Linked DNA regions of Danio rerio: region 1 is linked to region 2. The links are chromatin contacts, called in public Micro-C maps. All regions are on one chromosome and are shown on one strand. The core of a region is the stretch at or near the end of the contact, and the rest is flanking DNA. Distances in the headings are between cores, read along the strand shown.

Region 1 (6,336 bases), core at 2,396-4,895, 44 kb before region 2:
TATGTGGTAGAATCAGGACCAACTTTAAACCCTTCTCCACTGAAATGGTTCCTCACACTGGGCCCCAGCATGTTAACATTACCAAATTCCTTACATCCTCTTTAAGCTTGCAATGTGTTTTTTTTTCTGCTAATAAAACCAATGCACCTACATCCAAAAACACCTCCCTTTTTTGGTAAAGTATCCATGCTAAGTAGTCATTAGCTCCATGTTAAGTCAACAGAAACAATACAGGAAGACTTGCTTCCAGCTATGCGGCCTAATGAGCGCTGAATTTGAACTTCTACCTAAATCAATGAGATGCAGAACAGAAACAATGCAGCAGGAAGGTTCACATGGCTGTACACTTCTACATATGCCGGGGTTTGATTAATGCCCCCCATTTTTTACACGAGCGAGAGAGGAAAGAGACACAGAACAGGGGTGGTTGAGTCTGCGCTGGCTGTTCTGTGGGTTTAAACAGGGGTGCAAAGATTAAAGGTTAATAATCTTTTTAATGTTTAGCTTGGGAGCGAACAATGCTCAGCCCAGAGACCGGCCCTTTTCCTGAGGGTGTTGTGCGTGTGTGTTCATGTGTTTTAAGTGTATTAGAGCTGAAGAGAACATCAGCCAATGTTTGTGTTTGAGAGAGAAGTGTGTGTTTTGGCTGTTCTCGTCTCAGCGATGCCGTGTGAGTGTGTGTCAGTGGGAAAGGAGACGGGGAAGGAAGAGAACAGATCGGGCAAACTCATTAAATTCTCAGAATGCAAAACCAATCAGTGCCATCTTTGTTTGTTAGATTTACTCTTCCTTTTTATCCTGGCTAGAAAGTTCTGCCTAAGATATCTTTGGAACAAAGTTGTTTGGGCTGGGTGATTGTTTTAAGTAGGGATGTCCTGATCAGGTTTTTTTTCCCTCAAATGCAAATCCGAGTCATTTGATTTTGAGGATCTTCTGATACCCAAACCCGATCAGATACTTCTACACAACATAAAAAGAATAAAAAAGAGCTAAGAAACAGATCCAGGATGTTCCTTATTTTAATTTAATTCACCTTATTTTAACATTGAACATCTCTATTAACAAACAGAGCACTTCTGTGAGGTAGCAATTCTACACTTTTGGACTTTAGCGCAACACCAAATATAAAAAAATCTAATATAAATAGAAATAGCTCCTCAACTTGAAATACCCAACAGGCAATCCCCAGTATACATATCTCACAGTTTACTATGGCAATGTTGTCATCATCAACTTTATAAAACCTCCAGGCAACAGACATACTCGCACTTTCCGCTTCAAGCTGCTTCTGTGCTGCCAGTATTTAACCAATAGCGTCTCTGCAACAAAGTGATGTCATGCCGCGTTGCTGTTTCTGTATGAAGTCTTGAAAGAGATCTAACTCTGTGCCACCGCATAACTATAGATGTGTAAAAAAATAATGGGAATTTATATATATATTCGAGTTCTGATCGGGAGGTAATGTCAGATTTGATTGAGTCTGAAACTGCATGATAGGCCCGATTTCCTATCACGTGATTGGATTTTGACATCCCTAATTTTAGGTCAATTTTCATGTGCATGTTGTCAGTAAAGCCAGCTCTAGTAAACTTCCAGCACATGTGTTCAGATGGAGCCGAGTTTACTACACAGAGACGTAGTTCCATGATAAGCTACACAAGAATTTGTTTTTAAAATCGTATTTGATTTAATCAGTCGATAGTGACTAGTAGATTCTGCAATTACGACAGCTTTTTTTTTTTTGAACATGAACATGAACATATTTTGCATGAACATATTTTGTCAGGTAAAGCGTCTAAATCTTAAACCAATAAAAAACCTTTTAGAATTTTAATTAAACTACAATCGAACAAACAAAATATTTTAAGCTAAAAATTTACTATTTTTTAAAGTTATGTTTTAATATTTTTTTAACTGAACTGGCAGGGTTAGCATAAATCATTTACATATACAGTGGTCCCTCATTAACCGCAGGAGTTACATTCTAAAAATAACCCGCGATAGGCGAAATCTGTGAAGGCGGTAAAACCCCTCACTAACACACTTTATCCACTTTTCTCAGACAGGCATTAACATTTTCACACTCTTGTTTAAATACTCTCAAAGTTCAAATCTTTGTAGAAAAATAAGTCCAGTATTATAGAATGAAACTAAAGATCAAAACCATTTGATCTTCATTTTTTTCCTGTAATGGCGCCCTAAGGCAGCGTAACTTTTACCTTTCTTTAGCATGTCCAGAAGTTCAGCTTTTTGTGTGATGACAAGCATCTTCCTCTGCCTTTTGGGTGTTACCGCAGGTGCCTTTGACAGTGCTCGACAGTACACAGTACAGCATTTCAGAGTAACACTTCTAGCAATCAAGGATTTATGTAAATTTGGCAAGCTGAATGCATTCTGTACTGTACAGGAGACATGGTAGGGTTGGGCAATTAATAAAAAAGTAATCGAAATCGACATTCAGAACCTATAATCAATCAAATTTTTCCAACTTTTTTCAATTACTTTACCTTCCGAGTGTTTAGTCACGTGACCCCCGTGCAAATCTAAAAAAAATACACGTCACAACGACGTTTAGCGCAAGCTCTGTGATTGGTCAGTTTGGTAGCGGTTACGAGCAAGGGCAGTGCTGAGAGCCAAGAGATCATTAGATCATGTGTTTACAGTGTGAAATGCCATTGTTGTGTGTTTACCTTATGTTTAAAGTTGTTGCACATCTGCCGGTTCCTGCCTCTAAATGAGCTTATTAATATTTAAATTGACAAACAATAAATATACATTTTTTAAATGACTGCGAGTGCGTGTGTTTTGAGCTAAATATATTAGTCACACTTTACAATAAGTACTATACATCACATACAATTTACAATAAGTACAATAATCACTAGTTAATGTATTTACTAACATGAACTAATAATAAACAATATTTGCACAGCATTTACTAATCCTAGTTTAACATTTACTAATTATTAAAGTCAAAATCCATGTTTGTTAACATTAGTAATGCACTGCGAGTTAATGAACTAAGAATGAACAACTATATTTTGATTAACATTAACAAAAATAAATAATTACTGTAATAAATGTACAGTGCAATATTTGTTAATGTTAGTAAATACCTAAACTAACATTAACTATACATAATTACTATATATTTTGACATTATATTGTATTTATACTTAAAATATACATACCTTTATACACTACATTTCTAACTTTCTACTTGTACTAAATGTTTGTACTTGTACAAACATTTCCTTTAAACGCAAATATATACAAATGTACCCATTTAAGTTGTAATTAATATATTTTCTTCAACAACAATATAACATACACTAATAATAAACAAACTAAAAAGAAATACTGATGCACTGCAGCTTATACAGGCTGAAAACCATCTTTCTAACAAAATTCCACAGTAAATACTCATTATATACAACATCTATCATCCTCCTCCCCTTCGACAGGTCATTCACCTGTGTGTTTCATTTCCTGAATCAAATCCAGAACTTTCACATGAAATGAGCACAGCATTTGCAGCTTGTTTGTGTGTGTGTGTGCGTGCTTGTGCTCAGGTAGAAGCTGGAAAATGCACATCAGCAAGCGCCACAACAAGCAGGATACAGAGTTCCTGTCTCCCCTTCCCTGGAGGCCTCAGTCATGAGTCAGTGAAGAGCCTCTGACAAGCCGCCAGAGCTGCAAATACAGCCTTACTCAGACCGAAGACAGACAGACGGACGGCAGCGCGGCTATAATCGCAACCAATGACGCTACTTTAGTATAATAAACCTCATTTAGGCTATCAACTGCAGCGAGTAGGTGTAAGTTCAAAGGCGGTGGACATCTAAACTCATGTACCTTAATGACTCAGCAACGGTTTAGTTAACAACACTTAAGCGCTTTGGGCTCATCACTTGGAGGAGAGATAATGATGCCAGACTAAGTGCTAACTGTGTTCTCCCTTCAGTGTTTTTTGTTGCGGACAGGCTGGAAGACAAAAGCTGGGAGCAATTACGCCGCTCTGCGTTCATTTAACCCCAGCACCTTTCAACAGCTCCGTTTACCCATTAGATAGGTAGTGTGTGTTATTATTGTTATTATATTCTAAAAACCGACTCCACCAGTGTCAATCTCTTTGGAGACACGTTGTTAACGCCTTCAGGTTGACGTCTGACCCACTTCTAAACTAAACATGATGCACTGTAAAAAAAATGCTGGGTTTCACACAATTCCTACATGTTTCCCAACACAAATGGATTAAGCTAATTTCATAGTTTTTACGCATTTAAGTGGATTGAACATAAAACAATTAAGTTGTGCCTTAACAAACATAAAAATGTACTAGTTTAACTCATTTTATAATAATATAATCATTTAATAATTAGTTTGAACAAACCATGTGTTGAGTAACAGTTGTTTTGTACTTAAAACAAAACCCCCTAATTATTATATGTAATTAGATGGGGGGTGTGTGGATTTTATAATCTGTAAAAATAAGATTATTTTTTTACATTATTGGGTGTTTAAAAAATCACTATGCAACAAACAAAACACATTTTTGATCTAGCACAAGTATTCAGTGTTTGAAGAATCCTAATATAATGCTGTTGCAATGCACTTAGTATTTTAATAGATATGATTTAGATCTGACATACTACACAAGCACGACAATTTTTTTAATATCAGCGTGCAAACGCATTCACGAATGGAACCGTTCAACGATTTATTCATTAGACGATCACTCACTTTTTTTTAAATAAATAAATACGCTACTTTGAATGAACCATTTGAATTAATTATACAGTGAATCACTCATTAAGACTGAGACTTGCCACATCCTACTCCCCATTGATTTATACACAAAGGAAGTCATTTTGTATTGTTTCTATATGAATCAGCCATTTTGAACATCCACGTCGCCTGCCGTTTTTGAACAAATCATTTAAAATAATTTTTCAGTTAATCTTTAAACAGGGACTTGCCACTACCTACTAGACAATGATTAAGTTATTCATTAGCAATATTTCCATCCAAAAATGCTTATCAAATTCATGCGAAAAACTGAAATATCACATAAAAGATGTGCGAACAAAACATTGTTTCTATCCAACAAATCAAAGAGAAAAAAAATCTTCACTTCCTGATTACTGCTGCCAAATATCAAAAGTAAAATCGTAACTTGCTGTGGTATAGGAGAAGCTGCATAACTCTTCTTCTACGTAACTCTTCTTTATTTAATAAATGACTTGCGCCTAAGAAGGCAGTATGCCGACACACATTGAACGCATTGTGACGTCTGAACGATTCATTCGTTAAAACAGGGGCTTGAACCATCAACCAGTGGTTATTTTAAATCTATAACAGGCTTAAACCATCAAAGGTATCAACTCAGAAACACACTCAGCAAAAATGATTTAATTCTTTTAATAAAAAAAAGTGTGATTACGTTTTTTGTCAATATTCAGGGTTTCTGCAGGTTTCATAAATATTTAAGACTTTTAAAGACCTTTTCAAGACATTAGGAATGAAATGTCAGGCTTAACCAGGACAAAATGCTAAATTTTTTTTTTTCTAATGATCTGGTTGGGCCAGCAGAAAAGTATTTAATATATAATAATATATACAATAATAATATTAATAATAATAATAATAATTATTATTATCATTATTATTATTATTATTATTATTATTATTATTAAATAATGTGTAAATAATTATTATTAAATAATATTTAAATAATGTGTCAAAACAAGCATTTATTCCAACAAAAAAATTATATTTTATATATTATATATATAAAAATTATAATCAACTAAATATAAATAAATGTACAGGGACATGAGAAACTTAAGACCCATTTAAAATGAATTAAGACCTCCAGGACATTCTTTCAGTAAATTTAAGATGCCGCAGACACCTTGAATATTGTACACCACTACTATGATATAGCTGCTTAAGTAGATTCAAACTATAAACTTTAAAATATAATGTTTAATCAATTGTATTTACTTGTGAAAATTCAATTCATTTAATTAGTTTGTGTAATTAACACAACTTAAGTAATTTACACAACTTTTCTAAACTAAATATGTGTTCAATTTACAGAAAAGCAATTCATTCTGCATGCTGCCCACAGGTGCAAAAAAAAAAAAAAAAAAGTCTGAAAACGCAACAGTTGCTCAAGGAAAAGATTATATTAGAGTAGTAAATTGCTCAAGGGAAAGCAAACATGGGCAGCTGAGATCAAACAACAGCAAGGGCCTTGTTGACTTACAAAGCCAGAGCTTAAGGAGGCCGTGAGACTAAAGGTTACTTTGTCAGGAGGCTAAAGTCTTTTAT
Region 2 (6,895 bases), core at 3,707-6,206:
TTCACAATTTTGGAAGAATTACAAATAAAAATAAAACCTATACAAAGATTATACAGCACTTATACCGCAGCTTAGTTTATTTTTTCATTCTATATGATTTTCTTTAAGTTAACAATATATAACTTTTTTATTAAATAACTAAATAAGTACATTTGGGTAGGCTCAGAATAAATATGTGGTACATTTACAGAATTGTTAGTTAATTATTAGTTAATATTAGTTAATTATTGCTTATTTTTTGTCACCAATTTCCGTTTAATTTCTGTTTTTTTTTCAATACATTTCTAAACATAATAGTTTTAATAACTCATTTCTAATAACTGATTTATTTTATCTTTGCCATGATGACAGTAAATATTTTACTAGATATTTTTCAAGACACTTCTATACAGCTTAAAGTGACATTTAAAGGCTTAACTAGGTTAATTGTGTTAACTATGCAGGTTAAAGTAATTAGGTAAGTTATTGTATAACAATGTTTTTTTTGTAGACTTTTGAAAAAATATAGCTTAAAGGGGCTAATAATTTTGACCCTAAAATGTTTTTTTTTTTAAATTAACAACTGCTTTTATTCTTGTCAAAATAAAACAAATAAGACTTTCTCCAGAAGAAAAAATATTATCAGACATACTGTGAAAATTCCCTTGCTCTGTTAAACATCATTTAGGAAATATAAAAAAAAGAATATAAAATTCAAAAGGTGGCTAATAATCCTGACTTCAACTGTATATGTACACAATAAAAGCGTGTGGTTTATTTAGACAGTTTTTAAGAAGCTATTTTAAACATACACCTTAAAAAAAAAAAACATAGTACAAATATATTCAATTCAATTAAATTCACCTTTAGTTCTATATCGCTTTTACGATGTAGATTGTGTCAAAGCAGCTTGACATAGACGTTCTAGTACAGTGGAGGCCAGAATTATTAGCCCTCCTTTGAATTTCTTTTTTGTTTCTTTTTAAATATTTATTTTTATAAATATGAGGTCATTTTTACAGTAATTTCTGATAATATTTCTTCTTCTGGAGAAAGTATTATTTGATTTATTTTGGCTTGAATAAAAGCAGTTTTAAATTTTTCTAAAAATTATTTTAAGGTCAAAATTATTAGCCCCTTTAAGCTATATTTTTTCGATAGTCAACAGAACAAACTATCGCTATACATTAACTTGCCTAATTACCCTAACCTGCCTATAGTTAACACAATTAACCTAGTTAAGCCTTTAAATGTCACTTTAAGCTGTATAGAAGTGTCTTGAAAAATGTCTAGTAAAATATTATTTACTGTCATCATGACAAAGATAAAATAAATCAGTTATTAGAAATGAGTTATTAAAACTATTATGTTTAGAAATGTGTTGAAAAAATCTTCTTTCCGTTAAACAGAAAATGGGGGAAAAAATACAGGGGGGGGGGGCTAATAATTGTGACTTCTGTAAATTGAAATTAAAACTGTGTCGGCCCAGTTTTCAGAGTTAATATGTTGTTAATATGAGTAAAATATGTTGAATAAAAATATGTAAATCATTGAGGGGAAAAAAAAAGTTAGGTAGAACCTTATAACTCCAAGGTGACGAATTGTTTATTTTAATGTCTTTCTGGACTTTAACACAACGTAATAAAACACAAGCCTGTTTTTGAGACGATTCACCTTTTAATGGCATGGACACCAGTCGTGACGACTTCTTCATTTAAGATTAATTCTAAAACTACTTGTATAAGTACAATAACGTTTTTCAACCTTGAAAAGAGTAAATCTCTTCTAGAATCACTAAAGGTTCCAATGCACAAAAGGGAAAAATAAGTCTCTGGACAACTAATGACCTCGCCTTTTGGTCATGGGGGAAAAAAGAAAAGCACAATGTGGACTGTCTCTTTAAGAGTGGCGGCAGTAATTGCCAGGATCCTAAACTCAGTCACTCAGATACACAGCGAGTCAGTCTGGCGCCAGTTGTATGCAAACTGTATATTACTGCCACTCCTTCACCTAAATAGCATGAGGGGGTTCTCCTTAGGAAAAAAAGGGACTTTTAAAGTGCAACTTGAAACTGATATTATTAAGGTTTTGTTCAAGTGATTCTGCCATCCTAATAAACAGCTACAACAAAACAAATGTAAAAAGTATACTGATAAACAAACCCTGTGGTAAACGATTCTAGTCAAATGCATTGCAAAATTTGTTTTAGGTGATTAAATGGACTTGTGTGCATAGGGCAACAACCGAACAATAGGATTTCTCTCTTTAAAGTGGCCTGTGAAAATTAAAGTTGAAAAAAGCCGTCAAAACCATTGATGGAGTTTGAAGATTGAGAGGGCTCTGTTGTTCAATCGCATGAAAGAAATACCATCTTCATGGGGCCACGCATGAGCGCCTGTGAGCTATGTGTGTCTCTACAGAGAACAGAGGGGAGAGAGAGGGGCTGCTGTCTCCCTCAAGCGTCTCTGCTCTGAGAAACTCCAATAAAACACAGAGCACAGAGTGTAATTGTCAGTTTGAAGCCTTTGATTAAAAATTATCTCTTAATACGAGAGGATTTATCGTGGAAAAACTGATTTATGGGTTGCCAAGTGCCTCAGGTCGTCAATGGTCTCCTCACGGGATTGTCAATCTATCACATGAATGCTAGGAATTCTAGTCGTTAAATGGTCCCATCAATCTGTGAGATTTTAAAGTGTGTATAAAGAAAAACTATCTGTTCATTTTACAATTTTTGTTAAGATAGAATTTATCAGAATAGTATTTTAAATGTAGAAAGTATTGTTTTTATGAGCACTGTAGTAGTAAATGTATTTCTGATGACTTACATTTGGAAATGCTTGAAAAGTAGACTTGAGTCACTTGGTGTTAGATTTAAGATTTTTTAGGCCACGCAGACAGTGTTTACTTGAGACAAGACCCTTAACATCTCTAAAACAAATAAATATGCACTAACCATCAAGCAATTAATCTATTTGAGGCCATATTTGAGGAATACATACTCCACTGAGTAGCAGATAATTAATAAAGTGCCTAATTTAATCTAGGACAAAGTCCCAAATGTTATCTAACCTCAGTTCAGAAACCTGCAATAAATACATCAAAATGTCATGCTTAATATGCAGTTGAAATGTTTGTCTTATTTCTGCCAATTAAGCTATTTAGTTTCCTGGAGAAACTTGATTGTTGGAAAATAAAGCGGCACTACAGAGCTGTGGAGTTGGGTAGCCTATAGCCTAATGTAGTTCATTAACTGAAACGTTAAGCTGTCATTTGACTGAGGACAAATACTTCACACACTAACAAGCAACTCTTAATTCTTTGCTGTTGCACTCATTTTATCAATGGCATTCTGTAGTACATGAATCACTGCAATAGCACGGCTTCAACGCAACCGTTAGGGGAACCCTAAGGAAAGCCCTTGGCATAACAGCAGGTGTAAAGCAAAATACTTTTAGATACAATCGTCGACAGGACCTTCGCTTACCTGGCCCACAGAGTCGGCTGTAATGATATGGATTGCAGCACACTACCGGACCGTCCTGAGCTCCGAAGCTCTTGCACTCACAGAGCGCTTTTAGCTGGGCCGTGTGCTGCAGGTCAGACCACCGGTAAAGCTTACAGATAAGCAGTTGTGGAGGAGCCATGTGGCCGCCTAACCGCAGCTCGGTCCGCGATACCATCACACAGTCGCTCGGCATCCCGCCTGACTCCACAGCTTCCAACAAAGTATCCAAGGTTTTCTCCTTTAGCCTTTTTAATAGTGAATAGGTGGCGGTCTTGAGCTCCTGCTCCATGACGGAGCGAGGTTTCGACTCCTGGCTCTCCAGAGGACCGGGGTCCCGTGAAGAGCCAATGTTCCTCAGCACAAACTGGCACGAGCCTGGCTCCGGACTTCTAGATCCAGAATGATGGTCCCGATCTTTGAATAAACAGCAAGTGACTGTTCTACAATCGCTGTCCTGCACAGACCGAGGGCTTCCCACCGTACATACCGTACCCCCATCTTGGTCCAAAAAGCCCCCTGAGGTGCCACCGCCGCTGCTCTCAGCGGGATTCCTCGTACACACTTCCCCATAGTCCACGCTAGGCGACCCGCTCGGGGTCATCGGTCTGAACTCCGTCTTGGGAATTTTCTCTGGGTTGGTGCCAAGCAGATCGTCTCGAGACCCCTCGCCGCTTTTGCCATATCCATCGCCCCCCTCTTTATCTGGAATCAAACGGCTTCTCCAGAGTCGCCGCACAAGACCTGAGCGTTTCGTCCTGAACATACGACAACTTGAAACTCTAGATGAGTTATTTACGTTCAGATCTCAGCGATTTGAAACTATTTCTGAGCTCGTGCAACATTAATGTTGGCCGAATGCCGTGCAGCGCGTGCACAGCCGAGCACCGTATATCGGTGGCAAAGCCACAACATTAGTTTGGAAGGCACAATGCTATATTGCATTAAAAACAGAAATCGTCAAACTACCGCATAGCGAAACGCATTCATTTTACAAGAACGCTGTCAAGAAGCCTACATGTGAACCATGTTTGGAAAGTGGACCAAGAGTCCGATGATGTTTTTTTCCAGATTTAAAATGCACTACGGGTTTTAACTACATCAAATAAATGTGATGTCAAAAAACCCCAGGCGAAAATCTACTCTAGTCGCGCGCTCTTAAATGTTTTCGGACTTTGAAACACGTTCAAATCCACTCTTCAACAGCGGGTCTGGAGACATGAATGAAGCTGCTCCTCGGCGAATTAAATCCACAGACAATTCCTTGCAGAATTCACTATTCCGGTTGTTTTTCCACAATTCCAGCGCGCTCTCTTTTTTGCGATCCAAAAATATCCTTGTGCGCGCGCCGGGGCCAGAAAAGGAACAATCCGTAGACTTATAATGTGCTCCTGGTTCCGTGTTCAGACCTGGTCAAACTGCAACCCAGATATCTCTCTCTTTCTCCGTTTCTCTCCCTTTTTCCTTTTTTTCTCCCCCTGTCACACACATACACACACACATACGCACACACACAGGGCCCCCGAGGAGAGCGATGGAGCCATTGGCTGACTACCATCATGTGCTAGTCTAGACACTTTGGCGGCTCTGAGCTGCACTGATTGTTGCGCAAACAAGGTTTCAAGTTTCTTAACTCTTAAAGGCATAACATCCATCTATTTCTTTTTTCTTCATATATCCTAACTAAGATAATTGTTTATTCCAAGCAAAGAAAAAAAAACTTCGCGTAAATTACAACCAATGTAAAAATCTGATGCTATTTAACAAACATTTTCAAGATGATGATGTTAATGCAACTTTACTGCGGTCATAACTTTATGTTAAGTGTTGTGCAATTTATTTTTATTCTTAAAAATGCAAAATAACAATAATACGTAATATGCATGAGCAAAAAAATAAGTTATACTACATAGTAAAAACCCCTTTATAGATTCCTCCAGAAAGTTTTAATTTTTATTTTGTGGCATCTTATTTCAAGTAGTTTTCAGCTTTATACTGACACCTATAGGTCCGGATGCATGACGATTATGTGTATATTTTATGGTCAATGAAATGTTCTGGAAAAAATATGAATTTGAAAAGAGAAACTTTGCAGTATATTGACTGTTAATATAGACCATTTTGAAGGATGTAAACAAAAACAACGGTCCCAATGTGTTTCTTGTTTTAAAATTTTCATTTAGCTTCCGAGAATCCAAAAAGAGCCACATTTTAATCAATAATGTTATGATTTTATGTTATGACTGTTTCAACAATAAGTTATGATTAAATTGCTTCTTATTGCAGTCATGAAATAGTTTGATAACAAGCAAAAATGTTCATGGGCCAATGGCATGACCACATTGAAATGGTCTACAGAATGGTCTCAGAACAAAATCACTAGGACAAAATAGTCTCAACATGAAATGGCAACTTGCTGTAGAAAAAAACAGCTTTCTAAGAATATTCAATTTTACTTTAGTTTAAAAATTTTAAATTTTCAATAAATCTGTTTCTTCCTGACTATTCATTGTCTATACACACATTGTCTATATATATATTTTTTATATATATATATATATATATATATATATATATATATATATATATATATATATATATATATATATATATATATATTTATATATATATATATATATATATATATATATATATATATATATATATATATATATATATATATATATATATATATATATATATATTATTTGTAATATTAATTAATTGCATTTTTTTACTTGTTCAGACTACTTAATTAAAATGAGCTGAAATAACACAATTATTGAGATTTTATTAGGACAACTTAATTTTTTTGTTCAATCCACATAAATTTGCTAAGTGTTAAGTTGTCTTAATCAATTTGTGTTGGGACAACATGAATTAATTGTATTGAACCCTGCCTTTTTTACAGTGCATCATATATCACATATAGAGCTCCCGCTAATAAACTATGCATTACCTTTACTTCTCATGCTTGTGAACATACTTATAAACGGTTTTACTTATTTTCTACATGTGCATCTGTAACTGCAATCTATTTAGATACCTGACAAAAACATGTGGATCCGATTCTGAAATAGTTTTTGTTATTGCATGATGCAGAGAATGCGTTACCTGCACATGAGGAATTTTCAGTATATGGGAAGTTGGAAATTCCATAGAATGACCTCATGAGGTGTGAGCTGCTCTCATTGGGGTGTGAATTCCAGCAGTGGGTCACGCTGTGAGATGCAACCCCCCTCAAAAAGACCTTAAATATAGTAATATCCTGTCCTGAGTAGCCTGGGATGGAATACATTCATGCAAACACAATGCACCTTTTCTTTGACCTTTATGTTCAATTCAATTTCAGATTCAATGTAGGCGACTTCATTGTTTTGAAAATCATGTTTCTATTAAAATACATAAAAA

The links. A called contact is a pair of places that touch in the nucleus more often than the background predicts.
Region 1: a Micro-C map of caudal fin shows a contact between it and region 2, with 3 times the contacts expected there. The contact joins the enhancer-like site here to the promoter of smad6b in region 2. A contact is called at or near these places in 2 of 18 Hi-C or Micro-C datasets (caudal fin and an unstated tissue) and 1 of 4 datasets of contacts at active chromatin or transcription factors (caudal fin).

Annotation. Positions count from the first base shown.
Region 1 is chr18:21,076,105-21,082,440 of GRCz12tu, reverse strand. All of the region lies in intron 3 of smad6b (SMAD family member 6b), which reads right to left. Among named protein-coding and RNA genes, the nearest start is that of smad6b, 44 kb to the right of the region's middle. Within about 2 kb of position 3,645, at least 19 of the 62 cell types and tissues checked have an H3K27ac peak or open chromatin away from gene starts, as enhancers often do. A contact at or near this core is called in caudal fin, where this site is marked.
Region 2 is chr18:21,033,329-21,040,223 of GRCz12tu, reverse strand. smad6b (SMAD family member 6b) reads right to left here and starts at 4,956. Exons shown (of 4, transcript NM_001045051.2): 1 at 3,467-4,956. The coding sequence starts at 4,250.